Linked DNA regions of Gossypium arboreum: region 1 is linked to region 2. Evidence: chromatin contacts called from public Hi-C data. All regions are on one chromosome and are shown on one strand. The core of a region is the stretch at or near the end of the contact, and the rest is flanking DNA. Distances in the headings are between cores, read along the strand shown. Region 1 holds the start of LOC108475880 (GTP-binding protein ERG). Region 2 holds the start of LOC108462547 (phosphoribosylamine--glycine ligase-like).

Region 1 (3,216 bases), core at 333-2,832, 200 kb after region 2:
TTAACGAGCAAAGAATGTCAAATGTGGAGTGTTAAATTTGGGTGGGTTGAGCTATCCCACATGGAGTGTATGGTCTGGTACGGGTGGAGTGTAGTGGTTGGTGGGTTGAGTAGTCTCCCAAATGGGCTTGCATATGTTATTGATGTTGCATGTATTTTAAAATGGGCCTATGGGCCATATTGTTATCTGAATAAGGGCTAAGGCCCGCTTTATTGTAATCAAAAGGGCTCGCCCAGACCACTGTACACTGAATGGGCTTAGGCCCAATGGGCTGGAGCCGACTTGGGCTTTGAATGGGTTTTTCTTACACACTGAGTTTCCCCAAACTCACCCCTTTTATTTTTATCCACGCAGGAAATCTCCAACCATAGTGAGCTTGGAGCTGTGAGGGAGTTCGGAGTGGCCACCCGTTCTGAAAATTTGATTTTCTTCTGGTGAACTGGACATCCATTTATTTACGTTTGAAGTTTTGGGTTTTTAAATGTAATAAGGCCGCTTAATTATTTTTGATGGTTTTAGTATGTATTACTAAGATAGGTATTACTTATTTTTACTGTTGAAATTGGATAGCTTTAGGGCGATTTTTCAAAAACAACAATTGATTTCAAAATAACACGACAACAAGCAAAGCTTCCGCAATGAAAGTATTTTCCAAAATTAATCATTTTTCCTAAAAATGACTTAATCAAATCGATTTCCTAGAAATATCCATGACGTTAAGGTGTGGCAATGGCGGTATGCATGTCTAGGATTGGATCCGAAGGGAGCTTGGTACTTAAGTAGTCCGATGGACTCACCACCTCTTTTCCGGTTTCCTACCTGGTGCATAGCTTCCATTTACTTTAACCTATACTGAAATTATCTTTTAAAACACTGAGTAAGTTTTTCTGGATCAACAATATAAAATGTTTTGAACGCTTCGATGTGGCATGTCGGATCTGGTCATAACGTCTGGGCCGGGTTTGGGGTGTTACAATGAAAATGGGACAAATCTTAACAATCTCGCACTTAAAGTAAAGATTTAGCATAATAACTTATTTTACCCTCCAACTTTACAAAAAAGTCATTTTAGTCATTCATTTATTTTTTTCGTCTCTTTTAGCCTTGAACATGTAGTATTTGTCAAATCACCCCAAAATGGATGGAAAATATAATAAATGTTAACTTTACTAACACGGCAACCACGTGTATGCGATGTTAGTAATTAATTAACTTTTCTATCCATTTTTCGGTGATTTGATAAACAACACAAATAAGGGCTAAAAGAGGTGAAAAATTAAATTAAGGGCTAAAATAACTTTTTCTGTAAAATTGAAGGGCCAAGTAAGTCATTATACCAAAATATTTTGCATCCCATGTATATATTTGAAGTGTAACAAGTACAATGCAATTACAAATACAAGTCTAAATAATCACAAGTATTAAACTATTACAAACGGACTGTCCAAGGAACCACAAAGTATAATCATACTATTACAACACAAATAAATTAAGAACTAATATAATTCTAACTAAAATCAATAAATTAAAATTATCTGAACTAAAATTTCCATTATGGGACTTGGATACCTATGAATAGAGTATTTGACAACACATTTTATAGGATAGGGGAATAAAACCTCAATTGCCTCGGCCTGACCTGAGCTATTGGGCTCCTGAGAGGCCTTTACTCCAAAACTTTTGTGTTTTTCTAAAACCCCAAAACCCCAAAACGCTTCTCGTCTTCGGCACTCGGCAATCATCACCACCACCCCAACCGCTCGCCCTACAGCTACAGGACGCTCGCAGTGTGTTTACCGAGAACAAACGGAAGCAAATCCAAGATAATAGAAATCCAATGAATACAACAAAGAAGGCTTTGACAGCAGTCACACATCTTACTTCTCTTTATCCTCGCCAACTACACACTTTCCACCATCATCCCCATTATCATCACCGCCTATTTTATCGTTTATTTTCAGCCCAAACCCAGCAACGCCAAGATGATTCGGACGAGTCCCACTCTAACAACAGCGCTATCTCTGACTTTGACAGTGCCCAATTCTCCATCCCCGATACCCTCAGAACTACCCCTCAACAACCTACCTGGCATGTCCACCATAGGCAACGAGTTGAGCGGATATTCTCCAACGGCGATCTCCGCCACAGCAAAGTTAAAGAAGAGGAAGAGGAAGAGGAGAGCAGGAGAAGGATTCTTGCAAAAGCCTTGCTTGAGGCAGCCTTAGAGGGCCCTGACGAGGATGCCGACCAGGACCAAGAGGTCAAGGAAGAGGACCAGAAGTCTCTCTCCGTTGGGATAATTGGCGCCCCCAATGCTGGAAAGTCAGCCATTACTAATTTTATGGTTTGTTCATTAGCTCATTCTATTTCCTTCTCTTTAGCCACTGGCGCATCATTCATATCACAACTAATTAATATCTCCAATGCGTTTTTTATAAGGTTGGGACTAAGGTTGCTGCTGTGTCACGGAAGACAAACACAACCACACATGAAGTTTTAGGGGTCATGACTAAAAGGGATACCCAAATTGTATGTTCCTTTTTTTGTTTATTCCTATTACTATGCTTTCACTTCTCTGTTTGCTTTTGGAATTTTCCTTCTCCTTTGTGACATACAGTACACCCTGTTTTTTTCTGCAAGACACACCAATATTTGTTCAATTGTGTTACTTTTAACTGTTTTACTGGCTTTCTATCTCGTTTTTTATACTAAATTTCAGAAAATGGGATTGTTATGATTCCATGTTTCTTTCTCGCCCTCCTGGGAATTCATGTGTGGGGAACTCATCTTTTACTCTTGCTTTATTGTTATAGTGGCCTGTAGGAAGATCATTCTACTAATCTGGTGTGTACATTATGCAGTGCTTTTTTGATACCCCTGGACTAATGTTAAATAGAAGTGGATATCTTCACAAAGATATGAAGGCTCGCGTCGAGAGTGCCTGGAGTTCAGTTAATCTCTATGATGTGCTCATGGTTATTTTTGATGTCCATAGGCATCTTACAAAGTTAGTGATACACTACACAGCTGATATTTTGACTTTCTTTTACTTTTATATTAATTTTCTCCTTGGACATGTAGCAACCTTATTGTTGGTGTGCTTCTGATTTGATTCATTTTTTTATCATCTCTTTTACTGCCCAATACATTGTTGTTCATTTAGCTTGATTCCAGGATTTCTAGCTTCCACTCATCCTGTCCATTTGCTTACCATCC
Region 2 (3,568 bases), core at 456-2,955:
GGATTCAAATTAGGACCATGGACTTTTTCCCCTGTGATTGTTATAATAACATCCAACCAAGTTTGGCTTGTGGCATTAGAAATCAATTTGGAATTGGTTGGATGAGGATTTGGTAGGTTTGGTGGTCCAATCACCTCCATAAAATCTGAAAATAAATGAACCGTTGAGAATCGAATCGGGTTAAAATTTTGGCAAAGAAAAAAGAAGGGAAAAAATGGAGATTGTTATGTAATCAAAAGAATAGGACCTCTGAACAAAAGGACAAGGTGGTTTCAACAATATAAAATTCTTATTTTATTAGATTTCTTCTCATCCTTCATCATCATAGCTTACGCCACGTGTTTCCTCTACCTGTGCCCTTCCATAGAAATTGATCGTATTACCCTTTCCAGTTGTCTTTTTCATAACATTACCTTCATTCCCTGTTGTTCCTTGTCCCCAAAGATTAAAAGAAGAAATCATTCCATGTAGCTTCGTCTAGACCCAAATTTGACCATTCCACCAACCACTGAGTAACAACTAGATTGTTTCTTTTGATCAAGACAGCTTTAAGATCCACCTTAGGTTGACCATCTTGATCGATTTCGAGAAGGGGGGTTCCAAGTTTGGTACCACCTGAGCTCTTGCATTTTTCTTTAAAAGGTTAACATGGAATGCTGGACGTGGCTTCAAATCATCAAGCACCAACATGCTAAAATGGTGGATTGCGACATTGAAGGGGTTACCTGAACGTGAAAAAATGAATAATAAATAATATAGAATGGGTATAAATACCGTTACATGAAAGTTACACCCAATTAAAGCGTTTTAGCAAGAAATGTTTCTAAGTGTTGTTTTGGGTTCTCATTTCATTCCGAAGATGTTCACTTGTAAATTTTTGGATATTGACTAATATGTTTGGTTGTAGCTAACAGAATGGTTGTTTATTTGTGAATGTCATGCTTATACTCTTTAACAAGACTGGAATGGTTCTAAAGCTAAAACCTCATCAACTTATTTGCAATGTGATGCTTGCGATGGATATTTTTAAAACGCAAGATGTAAATATAATATGTAAATACAATTTCATGCAATTTTCATAGTATATTTTTAATTTTTTTCCTTACAGCCTATTATATAATTTTTGTGCAATATTGAAGGCATTATTACTTTTAAAGTAATGTATTTTTGTTTCAATAAAGTAGGTTATATATTATTTTTATATTATTAATTTATATTTTAATAATAATTATATTAAGAACGTTATTAAATTATTTATTATTATTTTATTAAATTATAATTAATAATAATTTTATTAAAATTTAATAATAATAATTATCTATCTTAAAAGAATTTTGCTAAGGGTACTTTGGACATTTAAATATTTTTTCTTATGTTGTTACAACATCTATTCCATTAAACTAAACATGAAAATACAATTACAATTTTATTTAATTCTATTAAATCAAACAATTGAATTACTGATTATAATTTTATTCCATTCATCTCAACTAAACTTGGTATAAACACTAAATAATTAAATGAACTACACAGATACACAAACCTTAAATGATTGTGGGGGCATTTTACTTTATTGGGGTGAAAAAGAAAGGGAAAACAAGAGTTGATATTGGTGGAAAAAATCCAAATCCAAATCCACTTTCAGACATTACCATGTCAAATGCAAAACAGAGAGCAGCACATAGTATAGGAGCAGAATTAGCACACCTTTTTTATTTATCCTTTACTTGTAACTTTCGTCTCCTGCACAGTTATCTATATTCATCTCCACTCCTCACTTTTTTCACACGCAATATAAACTGCATCATCATCACTCATACCCAAATTTAAAAACTTTTGCTGCCTTTCACTTTCACTTCTAACTTATCTGCTGCTATCTCAAGCTTCTCTGTTGGCTTGGTCTCACTTGTAAGGTCTTCTCTCCCACAAATATCTGTTGTTTTACTTACTATTCTATTCTATTTCACTGTTTCATTTGATTAATAATACCCATTGCTTTATATTAGTATAGAAAACAAAAAGAAAGAGATGTCACTCTTTTGCCCCGTAATGCTTACTAATATCTTACGTATATTGAATACAAAATTACGATTTGAATTGATGTTTATATGTTGTGATTTGTAGTTACTCATTTATATTTTTATAATTGTATACTTGTGCTTGTATTTTTCTTTCTCAATAAATGACAATAAAACCCGCCAGCACCAGGTGTTGTTTGTTTCCATATTGCAGAGAAGAACTTGAAGAAGAAAAAGTATGGCCTTTACTACCCTTAGACTCCCTCCTTATCCAAAGCTTGTTACCAACAACAGGTTTAGCGGCATCTTTGCTTCTCAATTTCATTCTTCCGCTTTACCATCAAGTTTGGTGCTTGGTAGTTCCTCTTCCTGTGTGGGAACTCTTAGCTTAAGCATCAATCATCATAGCTCACGATGGTCCTCTACTACTTTCACATGCTTTTCTCAGACATCAGAGCTCTCCGTTTCAGTTGATACATATGGCAATAACAGTATGACTCTGCAACACCCCCTTTTCGTTTATTTTTCTATTTTTATGATTACCCTTTCCTCCATTTTCTCTATTATTCTTGTTTGTGGTTCATCTTTTTTTTTCCTTTTTTATTTTCATGGTAAGCCAAAGAAAAAGATGGGACTCTTGTGTGATACTTTTTTCTTGGGGTTGTCTCGACTGATTTGATTTATCTATCCGATTTCAAAAACATTGGTTGACACCGTTAATTTGACCGTTATGATGTATTATCAATTTAACTCTATTTTTTAAATGGGAGTGACTGGAGGCAAAATTAAACTATCATTTAAACAATAGGACCGAAAGGATTGATATGAAATGAGTTATGAATATTCAACTATATGTTGTCTTTGGCTACTGCAGCGGAGAGAGTGGTGGTTCTAGTTATTGGTGGAGGCGGAAGAGAACACGCTCTTTGCTATGCATTGCAGCGGTCGCCGTCTTGCGATGCTGTCTTCTGTGCACCAGGCAACGCGGGGATTTCCACCTCGGGGAATGCAACCTGTATTCCTGACCTTGACATCTTTGATAGCTTAGCTGTGATTTCTTTTTGCAGCAAATGGGGTGTTGGTTTGGTGGTTGTTGGACCCGAAGCTCCCCTTGTTTCAGGTCTTGCCAATGATTTGGTAACGGCTGGAATTCCTACTTTTGGCCCTTCAGCTGAGGCAGCAGCTTTGGAAGGTTCTAAGGACTTCATGAAGACTATATGTCATAAATATGGGATTTCTACTGCTAAGGTTTCTTTCATTTGTTTGCAAAAAAACATTTTACCATTATTGCTTTTGGTTACTTATTTCTTTTAAATGTTTGGTTTAGTATCAAACATTTTCAGATGCATCAGCTGCAAAGCAATATATTAAAGAGCAAGGAGCACCTATTGTTATCAAAGCAGATGGACTCGCTGCTGGAAAAGGAGTTGCTGTTGCTACAACATTGGAGGAGGCCTACAAAGCCGTTGATTCAATGCTTGTAGAGGGCATTTTTGGTTCCGCAGGCTACCAGGTTATTGTCGAGGAATTTGTCGAAGGAGAAGAAGCAT

Evidence for each region. Hi-C and Micro-C count contacts between places; a contact is called where the count stands out from the background.
Region 1: a Hi-C map of leaf shows a contact between it and region 2, with 3 times the contacts expected there. The contact joins the promoter of LOC108475880 here to the promoter of LOC108462547 in region 2. A contact is called at or near these places in 2 of 5 Hi-C or Micro-C datasets (both in leaf).

Annotation. Positions count from the first base shown.
Region 1 is chr2:107,600,388-107,603,603 of ASM2569848v2, forward strand. LOC108475880 (GTP-binding protein ERG) reads left to right here and starts at 1,583. Exons shown (of 8, transcript XM_017777876.2): 1 at 1,583-2,344; 2 at 2,440-2,529; 3 at 2,862-3,007. The coding sequence starts at 1,838.
Region 2 is chr2:107,398,061-107,401,628 of ASM2569848v2, forward strand. It overlaps LOC108462547 (phosphoribosylamine--glycine ligase-like), which reads left to right and starts at 1,706. Exons shown (of 5, transcript XM_017762749.2): 1 at 1,706-1,908; 2 at 2,233-2,509; 3 at 2,893-3,266; 4 at 3,346-3,568. The coding sequence starts at 2,257. It overlaps LOC108456590 (shaggy-related protein kinase kappa), which reads left to right. Exons shown (of 13, transcript XM_053025132.1): 13 at 1-9.